Linked DNA regions of Sus scrofa: region 2 is linked to region 1. A link is a contact called in public Hi-C data. All regions are on one chromosome and are shown on one strand. Each heading gives the region's core, a stretch centred on a gene start, on an enhancer-like site or on the middle of the called end of the contact. The rest is flanking DNA. Distances are from core to core; before and after follow the strand shown.

Region 1 (5,512 bases), core at 2,063-4,562:
CCATGTTCAATATAGAGTAAAGTTGTTCACAAAATTATGATACTGCAATGAAATAATAAGCGGGTCCTAAAAATCAGGTTTTTTGGGGATGAACTTTTTTTTTTGGCTACACCTGTAGCACATGGAAGTTCCCAGGCTAGGGGTCAAATTGGAGCTGCAGCTGCTGGTCTACACCACAGCCACAGCAATGATGGATCTGAGCAGTGTCTGTGACCTACACCACAGCTCACGACAAGGCCAGATCCTTAACCCACTGAATGGGGCCAGGGATCGAACCTGCATCCTCATGGATACTAGTCAGGTTTGTTACCACTGAGCCACAACGAGAACTCTGGGGATGAACTTTTAATGATTCAGAAAATGGTAATTATCTAATTTTTCAAGTAAAAATGATATGCAAAACAGGCAGTTTATAAAATTTTATATGCAACAAGTGGCCAATTTTGGATCCACTGCTTACTTTCAACAAAAGAATTTCAGCTGGGGAAATGAACCAAAGTGATTTGGGAAATGGAAACCCCCCCATTTTCTGGTAAGAATTTGGCCAAGATCATGTATGTTTTCCACTTAATAGGAAACTTTATAAAAATATCTAGTTTCTGGGTTCTGGGCATATGGTTTGCTAAGATAGCCTATATTGATTTTCTTCCTTACTCCAAACATACATAAATGCAGGACAAAATGTTGCAACTCAAAATTTAAATGCCTGAGCTCAAAGTAAAGAACAGAAATTCCCTGGGAGCAGTGAGGGGATGTGGAGGTAGATGGGTAACTTTGTGATCTGACACCACAATGGCTCAGAAAGATATTGGTCTGGAAATAGACTAAAGGGCCTAGTAACTGGGGATTATATATATATATATATTTTTTTTTTCTTTTTTCTTTTTTCTTAGGGCCGCACCCACAGCATATGGAGGTTCCCCGGCTAGGGATTGAATTGGAGCTACAGCTCCCAGCCTACACCACAGCCACAGCAACATGGGATCCGAGCCATGTCTGCGACCTACACCACAGCTCACGGCAACACCAGATCCTTAACCCACTGAGCGAGGCTGGAGATCAAACCTGCGTCCTCATGGATCCTAGTCAGATTTGTTTCTGCTGCTCCATAATGGGAACTCTGGGATTTAATATTTATGTTCATTTGAAGATAGAGTTGTGGTCTTAGGCTTTGGTAGGAGAGGGAACTAGATCTGTGAGCTCTCCTTAGCGACAGAACATTTCAAGAGCGGCACCTTTAGTCAAATGGGACTAGAAACAGTTTGCCCATCTTGGGACGTGATCTAAAACATTTCTCTGCCTTTGAGAAATTAGAGACCCAGGCTTGCAACTTGTGTGGGCGGAGTTCAAATTTATATTTACCTAAGTAGTCCCAGAATTTTCCATCCAAGAGAGAACAGAAAAGAGGTACCTTTTTTCTACAACTATGAAATTTGTAGAAGCAAATACCAAACTTCTTTGCAGCAGCACTTCTGTAACAGGGCACGTAGGATTTCCACAGACATCTCCCCACCCCCCAAAAATCCCTGCTGAAAATGTGCTCATGGTAAAAAACACAAACCCGTAAGGAAGAAATACTCCATGAGGAAGAGTTAATTGAGCGAATAAGAGAATTGGTATTATATTTGAGATCAATAAGCTGAAAGTCCTATAAAAAGTGTGTTTAAAATTATAAAATAGATAATAGAGGTAATATAAGTCAAAACAAAAGCATAGGACAAGATGAAAAAACCTTTTTAGATCTGAAAATGATTCCTTGGAGCAGTTTAAATATTTAAAAACTTTCTGATCTTAAGGGTAACAACACAGATGACTTCACAATAATTGAAGATCATACTCTGGCTTGGCTTGCTAGGAATTGGGGTGGACTTACGTTGCACCAGCCATTTATAGATATTTTTTCTTGGCTTTATGTAACCAACACCACCATGGTAGATGGGAGGATTGGTCAAGACTGAGGAAGAAAAGGGCTGTTACAAAAACAGAATGGTTACTCCTTTGTCCTTAATCTCTTCATGATTATTTTAAAACTAGTTGGACTAAATAGCCATAAAAGTGGCATTGAAGTTACTTATTTAGTGCAGCAGTAACTTCCATCAAAATAGTTTATAAACTTAGCAACTCTACAGAGATAGAAAATTTGAGTTACAAAGTCCAGAGATGTGAACCACGGGCTGTGTATGTGTGTGTGCACATTCAGCTGGCAAATTTATTTGTTTGTTTGTTTTGTTTTTGTCTCTTTAGGGTCGTGCCTGCGGCATATGGAGGTTCCCAGGCTAGGGGTCAAATCGGAGCTATAGCTGCTGGCCTAAACCACAGTCACAGCAATGCCAGATCTGAGCCATGTCTTCAACCTACACCACAGCTCACTGCAACGCCAGATCCTTAACCCACTGAGCAGGGCCAGGGATTGAACCCACATCCTCACGGATTCTGGTTTGTTAATGCCTGAGCTACAGCAGGAACTCCTGGCAAATGTGTTTTATGAATGTCAATTAATAAAACAATTCCTGAATTAACTATCTATAACTAAAAACTGGGAGATTTCACATAAATGTGTGGATTTCCAGCTTTATTTGAAAAGCTGGCTCTTCTGGCCATACTGAGGATGGGTAATTTTGGTTGGCAACAGTGACCTGGAACTAAGTAGCAGTGGCACCTTCTCCAGTTCTATTCCGACCCTTCCATTTCCTATGAAGTCTCTAGCACTGTAGACAAGTATCAGAGCTGTTTACTATCCCCCTTGAAGTATATGGGTTTTATGATTCAGATCACGTGCTGTTCTTTGCCCTGTCTACAAGGATACTGGGAATCAGGACAAGTTACATGATTAGAAGCTGGGGTCAAGCTGAGCCCAGCAGCACTGGTGTTGCTATATGACAATCTGACCTTCCCTAAGTCTTCAAACATTAAGCCAACCTCACCTCCTTCCCTCCTTCGTCCAGACACATTCATTGAGCAACTATGCTGTACTTGGTACAGGGACCAAAACATGCAAAGCTCACTTTAAGAAACTCAAGATTTAATAAGGCAGATAAAACAGTGATGGATGGAGAGTGAGAAGATTATGGTTATCTCTATGCTTCTGGGTGGGGTTTCCAGATTTAGCAAATAAAAATATAGAAGCCTGTTAAGTTTGGTTTCCGATAATGATGTATATTTGGGACATACTTATACTGAAAACTATTTACTGTTAAATTCAGATTTAACTAGGCATTCTTATTTTATCTGGCAACTCTAATTCTAGGGCACTGAGACTTTGTCTAGTCAGCGACAGAACTGACTGTACACATTTCTCCTGGAAAGAGAACACAAGAGATAGTAGCCTTTTCCTTTTAGAGATTTCTGGTTGAGTCAAACTTCTGAGCAATGTTTGGCCTGCCTGATGAAATCCAAACATAGAAGTTGGTCATCTTAAAATCTACCAGAAAAATACCAGGAAAATTGTTACTTGTCCTAAAGTATAAAACTTTAGGGGATGCAGCATAAAAACTACCAGCAGAATATATGGAACCATAACACTTGTTTTTTCCAACAAAGCACAAGTCTACCAATACTGGGGAAAACTGTTCTGAGTCAAAATTAAGGGTATATCTGTGTAGTCTGAACATGAAAAAAGGAGGGGAAACGATATACTATGAAATTGTAACTGTAGGAAACATGAATTTCACACAAAGCAGACTTCCAGACAAAGATTATTGTTACTTATAAACAGGGACATTTTCTAATGATGAGTTAACTCACCAGCAAGGCACAGAAATCCTAACTATGCAAGGATACACATGATAGAGCTTTTAAATACATGAGGCAAAAACAGAGTTAAAGAACCAGACAAATCCACAGTTATCATGGATGATTTTAACATCTTGTTTTCATAAATTGACGGAATAAGATTAAGACACCACAAAAATCAGTAAAGAAAGAGAAGGGAAAGTTGGCGGGGCCTGCACCCCCTTCATCCACGCCCATCACTCTTGTTGCTGTGTGCCCTGCTTTCTCCTGGGTTCTTGCGAACAATTTTTTGAAATGTCCTTCCGTCACCCTTCTATATAGCAAAAATTTGTGGAATCAGCGAAATAAATTATGAAACATGAAAAACCCTAAGGGTGTATCTTCTGTTCTGGAAGAGTCACGTGATTAAAGCTTAAACATGTTTAGTTGAAAGCATCTAAGGACAGGAAATTTGTAAGGAATGTATTGGTGAAGTGATGGGTGAAATCAAATTTAGAAGGCAATATATGTTTGTGAGACATCCCCTAACGCCACAAAATATCATAGCTACCTCAAAGGATAGCAATCATAAAAATACCCACTTCTTATTGATACTATGTTATAGGCTCTGCGGCAAGCGTTTTATGTCCCTGATTCCATCTAAATCTTCAACCCTGCGAAGGAGCTTCCATTGCTCCTTCCAGAGACATGAAGAGATTGAGGGCAGTTCTCAGAGCAGAGAGATCTTTGCATAGTAAGTGGTGAACTTGGTCTTGAACCCAGACTTGGGTGTCCTCCTCTGCATTCTGGGTCTTATCTACTTGACTGTGCCAGTGATTCCATCACATTAGTGGGAGAACACACCAACAAAGTTGTAGGTGAAGTCCTTCCAGGCATTGAAGAGAGTCGCTATTTTTGATGCTGTTAACATCTATGGATTCCTTTGTGAGCAACTACTTATCTTTCCAGAAGAAACTGGATGAGAGCACATTGACTGCAATGAATTTAAGGTCCTCAAAAGGTACAGCCTGTATGTTAACAAGGCTGTTTAATCTCTAATTCTTTAACTCTTTGGATTTAAATAATTGAAAATTTTATTTTAGGAATACAAACAAAACCCACCACTCATTAAGACATTACGTTCTTTTGGTTATGTCCTTTCTCAGGGAACTTGCCCTCATTTTAAAGCTTCTTTTCTTGGCTGCACATTAAGGGTGAGGAAGTGTTCTGCTAGCAAAGCTCCTTTCCTTTTTCCCAATGATGTCTTGGACCATCCTGATGCTTCATTAGGTTGAACTCAAAGGAACCTCTGAAGGACAAGTGTAAAAAAGGGTAACCCACTTTGAAAACCTCTGGTATAGTCTATCTTCCAAGAATTATCTCACTGTGAAAAATCACAAAGTAAGAACAAACAAGCAAAAAAAAAAAAGAAGTGAGGATTTTTCTAAAACACTTATTATTGGTCACTGAATTTTTTTTTTCACATAATCACACACACACAATTTTTTCATACAGTCATTGAACACTACCAGCCACTGTTCTAGGTGCTGGTATTTACCAGTGAGCAAAACAAGACTCTGGCTTTTATGAAGATTTATATTGTAATTGAGGCAGACAGAAAAGGAAAAAAATGAATGAGAAAATTATATAGAATGTTCAATAGTGATAAGTGGTATCTGAAGAGAAATAAAGCACAGAATGGGGAGATGGGTGCCACTATTTTAAATAGGGGGCTCAGGGAAAGCCCAGAGGAAATGAGGGAAACAACCATGTAGATTTGGAGGAAGAGTATTCCAGGTAG
Region 2 (5,512 bases), core at 1,984-4,483, 150 kb before region 1:
GATTCGAACCTTGGCCTTGCTCTGTGGGTTAGGGATCTAGCATTGCCATGAGCTGTGGTGTAGGTCATAGACATGGCTCAGATCCCACATTGCTGTGGCTGTGGCATAGGCCAGCGGCTACAGCTCCGATTCAACCCCTAGCCTGGAAACCTCTATGTGCTGCAGATGTGGCCCTAAAAAGACAAAATAAATAAATAAATAAATAAATAAAATAAATACATGATATATAAAAATCTATTCTTTTTCAGATTCTTTTCCATTTGAGGTAATTACATGATATTGAATATAATTCCCTGTGCTATACACCAGGCCCTTATTTGTTATATATTTTATGTATAGTAGTGTGTATATGTTAATCCTAAACTCCTAATTTAACCTCTCCTTTTCCCTTTGGTAACCATAAATTTGCGAAAACTATAATTTTTATATGAATAAGTTGGTAAAACATCAAAGACAATGAAAAAAACTTTTTTTTTTTTCTTTTTTGGCTGCCCCGTGGCATATGGAACTAAGAACCCAACATAGTGTCCATAAGGACGTGGGTTCAATCCCTGACCTCACTCAGTGGGTTAAGGATCTGGCATTACAGCTTAGATTGCAGATCAGATGTGGCATTTCTGTGGCTGTAGTGTATGCCTGCAGCTGCAGCTCCAAGTCAACCCCTAGCCCCAGGAACTTTCTTATGCTTCAGGTGCAGTCATAAAAAGAAAAAAAGTTACTTTTTCCCTAAGATATTGAATTTAATTATTAAATTAAAAGGAGAATACAAATTATAACTAAGGAAGTTCAAGTTTTAAAATCAAAATTATTTAAATAAAGCTTAAAATGGTAATTTAATTTTTTGAAATTTCATTAAATCTTATTAAATATTTGTATAAAAATTATTTCCATGAGTTCCCACTGTGGCTCAGTGGTAATGAATCAAACTAGTATCCATGAGGATGCAGGTCTGATTCCTGGCCCAGCTTAGTGGGTTAAGGATCCAGCATTGCCATGAGCTGTGGTGTAGGTCGCAGACACAGCTCAGATCTGGCATTGCTGTGGCTATGTTGTAGGCTGGCAACTGCAGTTCCAATTTGACCCCTGGCCTAGGAACTTCCACCTGCTGCACATGAAGCCCTACAAAAAGCAAAAAAAAAAAAAAAAAAAAAGAAAGAAAAAAAATTCCAATTCTGGCATTTAGTGTCCATTTCTAGTTGCCAGGGTAAGGCACTGCTGTCAAGCTTCATGCATGTTAGATCCAACCCACATATATGCAAACTGAAGAATAATATGAATTGCTTATTACTGAAAAAAATTTTAGTTGGCATGTTAGCATGTATATTGCGAATACTGTACATACATATTCTTCTGGAATCATGAATTGGAACACAGAAGAGAGGCAAGAAAATTGTCTTTTGGTGCTACTGGGAAATATTTAAGAATATAATGGTCAAATATAAGAATTTACTACATTCCTGCTATCTGAGAGGAAGAGCTTGACAAGTTAATTTATATCTTTTTACACCTAAGGGTTTCTGCTGACGAACTTCCTCATACTCTGAAGTAATTCAATCTCCAACATCAGAAGTATTCACACACAGTCTCCTTTTATTTTGAGGACACAGGGCAAAAAATACAGAGAAGAATTCCCCTGAATGCTAAACAATGTTGTCACAAAAGTGATGTTTAAGGTTATAGGTCATGGTATGCTCCCAGGTAGCAGAGGTACTCACATGGTCATTAATCATTTTTTCCTAAATGTGTTTGTGATATGCAGGGCCGTCTCCAAAGTGAGGCTCAATTATGCCTCTTATCTACCTCCTGAGATGGCATTTTATGAGTGAGGAAGCAGGTTCAGAGACATCCAGTGACTTCTTCAAAGATACAGAGCAGAGCTGGAACTTGAACCGAGCTCTATTACTTCACAGCTGTCGCATCATTAGGCCACAGAACTTGAACACCCTCCAGCAATACCTCAGTCCTTCACCTGCTATGAATCCTTAATTCTGCTGAGTCAGAGTGACTTTCTGCTAATCCCACATCCCTTATATGCATCAGCCCTTCCCCCTTACCTAACGCCATCAGTAATTCTGTTAGACAAATGTGCCTAGTCCCTTCCATCTTGGTCTGCACACTTCATGATAGTGGTCTGGTTAACATAAAGATGTGTCCAATGAATATATCTTTATGGGCAAAATGATGAACCCAAAGTCAGTTCATCATGAGGCTTATATTTGTCTACCACAAAATGAGAAAAGCAGGAAAATGTAGTGACTTTTGTTGGAGCTGAATATATCACATTAAGCAATATCCTTTATTCCGAGATGATGTCCCTCCTATCTTTTTGTGGGGGGCGAGGAGGACAATAGGTTTAAAATATCCTTTCTTTTATAAAATGATGGTGCTAGTATTATAGATGATAATTTAAAAAATTGAATGTCCTCACATGGCAAATTAACCAAGTGGCAACATTATGTCTTCCTTCCAAAATGTATTAGGAGGTTGTAATAGTCTTGAGATTCCAGGTATTGAGAGATCACTGGTTTAGGGGATGACTTAACATTCTTGTTCTTAAATTTTTTTTTTTAATTTTTAAATTTAAAAAACGTTACATATTTTTTGGCCACATGTGGAAGTTCCAGGGCCAGGGACTGAACCCATCCATAGCTGTACCCAGAGCCACAGCCGTGACAATACTGGATCCTTAACCTGCTGAGCCATGAGAGAACCCTTGATTTAATAGTCTTCGACTATCAAGAGTGTCACCAGTGGGACTATAGAACACTGTGGCCTCAGTGAGCCAAGAGCTACCTGATATGGACTCTCCAACTATCATTTGCTTAAAATGTTAGCCTTGTGTTCAATACACAGCTCTTGCACATGAGGGTTACTAATTTCTACCAAATGAAAATAGTGACACAGCAAAGTAAGCTGAATGGGTGAAACATCTCCTAACTACACAGGCGCTTTACATGTTGAATAAAAGGAGGGCTCTAAAGGAGTTCCCTGGTAGCTCAGTGGGTTAAGAACCCAGTGTGGTCACTGCTGTGGCTTGGCTTTGGCCCCTGGTCTGGAAATTTCCAAATGCTATGGGTATGGCCAAAAACAATAACAAAAAAGGAGGGTTCTAGACGTGCTAACGTCTCAAAGGTAGTGTGCAGGCTTTACCTTTGTCTGGTACTAGGAGAACATGGACTCTAGGAGTTCCTGCTGTGGCACAACAGGATAGGTGGCATTTCTGGAGCCCTGTATGCAGAGTTGACCCCTGGCCCAGTGCAGTGGGTTTAGGATCTGGCATTGCCAGCTTAGGTTGCAACCATGGCTTGGATCTGATCCCTGGCTGGGAACTCCAAATAACACAGGGCAGCCAAAAAAAAAAAAAAAAAAAAAAAAAAAAGAGAGAGAGAGAAAGAAAAAAAAGAGAAAAGAAAAAGAAAAAAAGAACATGGACTCTAAATTTACATCACCAAGGATCAAGTCCAAGCTTTACATCTTACATATCATACTTCCTAGATAAATTACTTATTCTAAGTTTCAATGTCCTAATCTTTTTTTTTTTTTTTTAATTTTTTCAGCCACACTCACAGCATACCAAATTTCCTGGGCCAGGGGTTGAATCCAAGCCATAGCTGTAGCAACACCAGATCTTTTAATCCATTGTGGTAGGCTGGGCATTGAACCCATGGATCTATAGTGACCCAAGCCACTGCAGTCAGGTTCCTAACCTGATGAAACACAGCAGGAACTACATCAATGTCCTAATTTTTAAATGATGTCAGAGTTCCCACTGAGGTGCAATGGGATCAGAGGGGTCTATAGAGTGCTGGATCACAGATTCCATCCTCAGCCCAGCACAGCAGGTTAAGGATCTGGCATTGCTGCAGCTGAGGCTAAGGTCAAAACTGCAGCTTGGCCTGGGAACCCTATATGCTGCAGCACAGCCAAAAACTAAAACTAAAACTAAATAAAATGGAGGTGACATTAATAGCACTAGTTTTATAAGATTGCTCTGAAATTAGATGAGATATATAAAGAGGATTTAACACAGTGTCTGGCATATAGCAGCATTTATTTTAAACAGACCCGAGAGACAGGCAATAAGGACTACAGGAAAAGAATTCTGAGGTCCAGATATGAGACAAGAAGAATGACAGGACTTGAGGAATTTAAACATGTTTGTTTTTAAAAGTAACCTAAAAAGAGAAAACAGAATAGTTTTATTTGGAGTTGATCAGAGTTGGAGAGCAAGGGAATCATTGGGATCCAAAGGGGAAGCAAGAGAAAATGGAAAGACCAAAAGCCTTTATGGGACACATGGCTCTAGAGAGACCTGGGAAAGGAAGGTTTGTTGCATCAGAGTTGGGTCAGACCCCCAGGGCAGGGAAGCACGTTGGTCTGCATATGAAACCCACAATTTGTGTCAGAAACTTAGCAATAAAGGCTTTCTGTCAAAGGTTGGTTTAAAGATGTGCTAACTAGCCTTGGGGACAAGACAGATCTAGAATAACCACAGTCCACAAATTTAAACTCCAATAATGTGCCAAGGAGCCTAAAAATAATAATAATTATTATATAACAAAATTACCATAAAGTGAAAAAATATAAATAGATGCAATGCATGAAATGTTATTGGATTCTGAATTTTTTAAAAGTTTAGTTAAAAGGCATTTTTTGGAACTGAGAAAATTTAAATATGGCACACACACACATTTTTTTTTTTGGCCACCCCGAGCCATATGGAGATCCTGGGCCATGGATCAGATCCAAGCCGCAGTTGTGGACATATGCTACAGCTGCAGCGACACTGGGTCCTTAACCCACTATGCTGGCTAGGGATCAAACCCGCATCCCAGTGCTCCAGAGATGCTGCCAATCCTGACGTACAACAGCAGGAACTTCTGGCCTATATTTTAAGTGACATTAATTAAGCTGAGTTAATTATCTTAGATGTGGCAGGAGACTTTAAAGCTCCAAAAAAGGCAAGAAATCCTCCACATGAACCAGGTAGAACAAAAGGGAAAAAAGAGAGAGAGAAAAGAATAAGAATGGGACTATCACTCCAGAGAGGGAGCTGTGAAAGAGGAAAGTTACCCACATGCTGGGAAGCCACCTAACTGATCAGCTGAGACAAAGGAACCTCAGAGCCTCAGAGAAAAGTGCAGCAGTTGGACTGAGGAGGGCAAAGTAGAGAGAGGTGCACAGACCATCAGTACCACCTTCTGGGACATCACAGCCTGAGTTGGTCAGAAGGGGGCTGGGTGCTAAGACTCAGGCTCCAGAGGGCCTGCAACTAGGAGCAGCTTGCACTACCTCTCTGCAGGTCCTTGCTACTGTCAAGAGCCCAGTGACCAGTCACTGGCTACCAGGCCCAGTGCTTCCATCTCCCTGGAAGCACATTTAGCAGCTTATCAAGGGGATAACAGCCTGCCCACACTGAAGAAAGAGACAGCAAGCATCCAAACCAAAATCAGCCCTCATGCCAAAAAACTTAGTAAGACCTCACAAAATACCCAAGTGTGCTCTTGCATAT

What was found. A called contact is a pair of places that touch in the nucleus more often than the background predicts.
Region 2: a Hi-C map of liver shows a contact between it and region 1, with 6 times the contacts expected there. The contact joins two enhancer-like sites. A contact is called at or near these places in 2 of 5 promoter capture datasets (fetal liver and skeletal muscle) and 1 of 47 Hi-C or Micro-C datasets (liver).

What each region holds. Positions count from the first base shown.
Region 1 is chr14:103,344,696-103,350,207 of Sscrofa11.1, reverse strand. No RefSeq gene overlaps it. Among named protein-coding and RNA genes, the nearest start is that of TNKS2, 49 kb to the left of the region's middle. Within about 2 kb of position 3,312, at least 4 of the 83 cell types and tissues checked have an H3K27ac peak or open chromatin away from gene starts, as enhancers often do. A contact at or near this core is called in liver, where this site is marked.
Region 2 is chr14:103,499,267-103,504,778 of Sscrofa11.1, reverse strand. No RefSeq gene overlaps it. Among named protein-coding and RNA genes, the nearest start is that of FGFBP3, 16 kb to the left of the region's middle. Within about 2 kb of position 3,233, at least 1 of the 83 cell types and tissues checked has an H3K27ac peak or open chromatin away from gene starts, as enhancers often do. A contact at or near this core is called in liver, where this site is marked.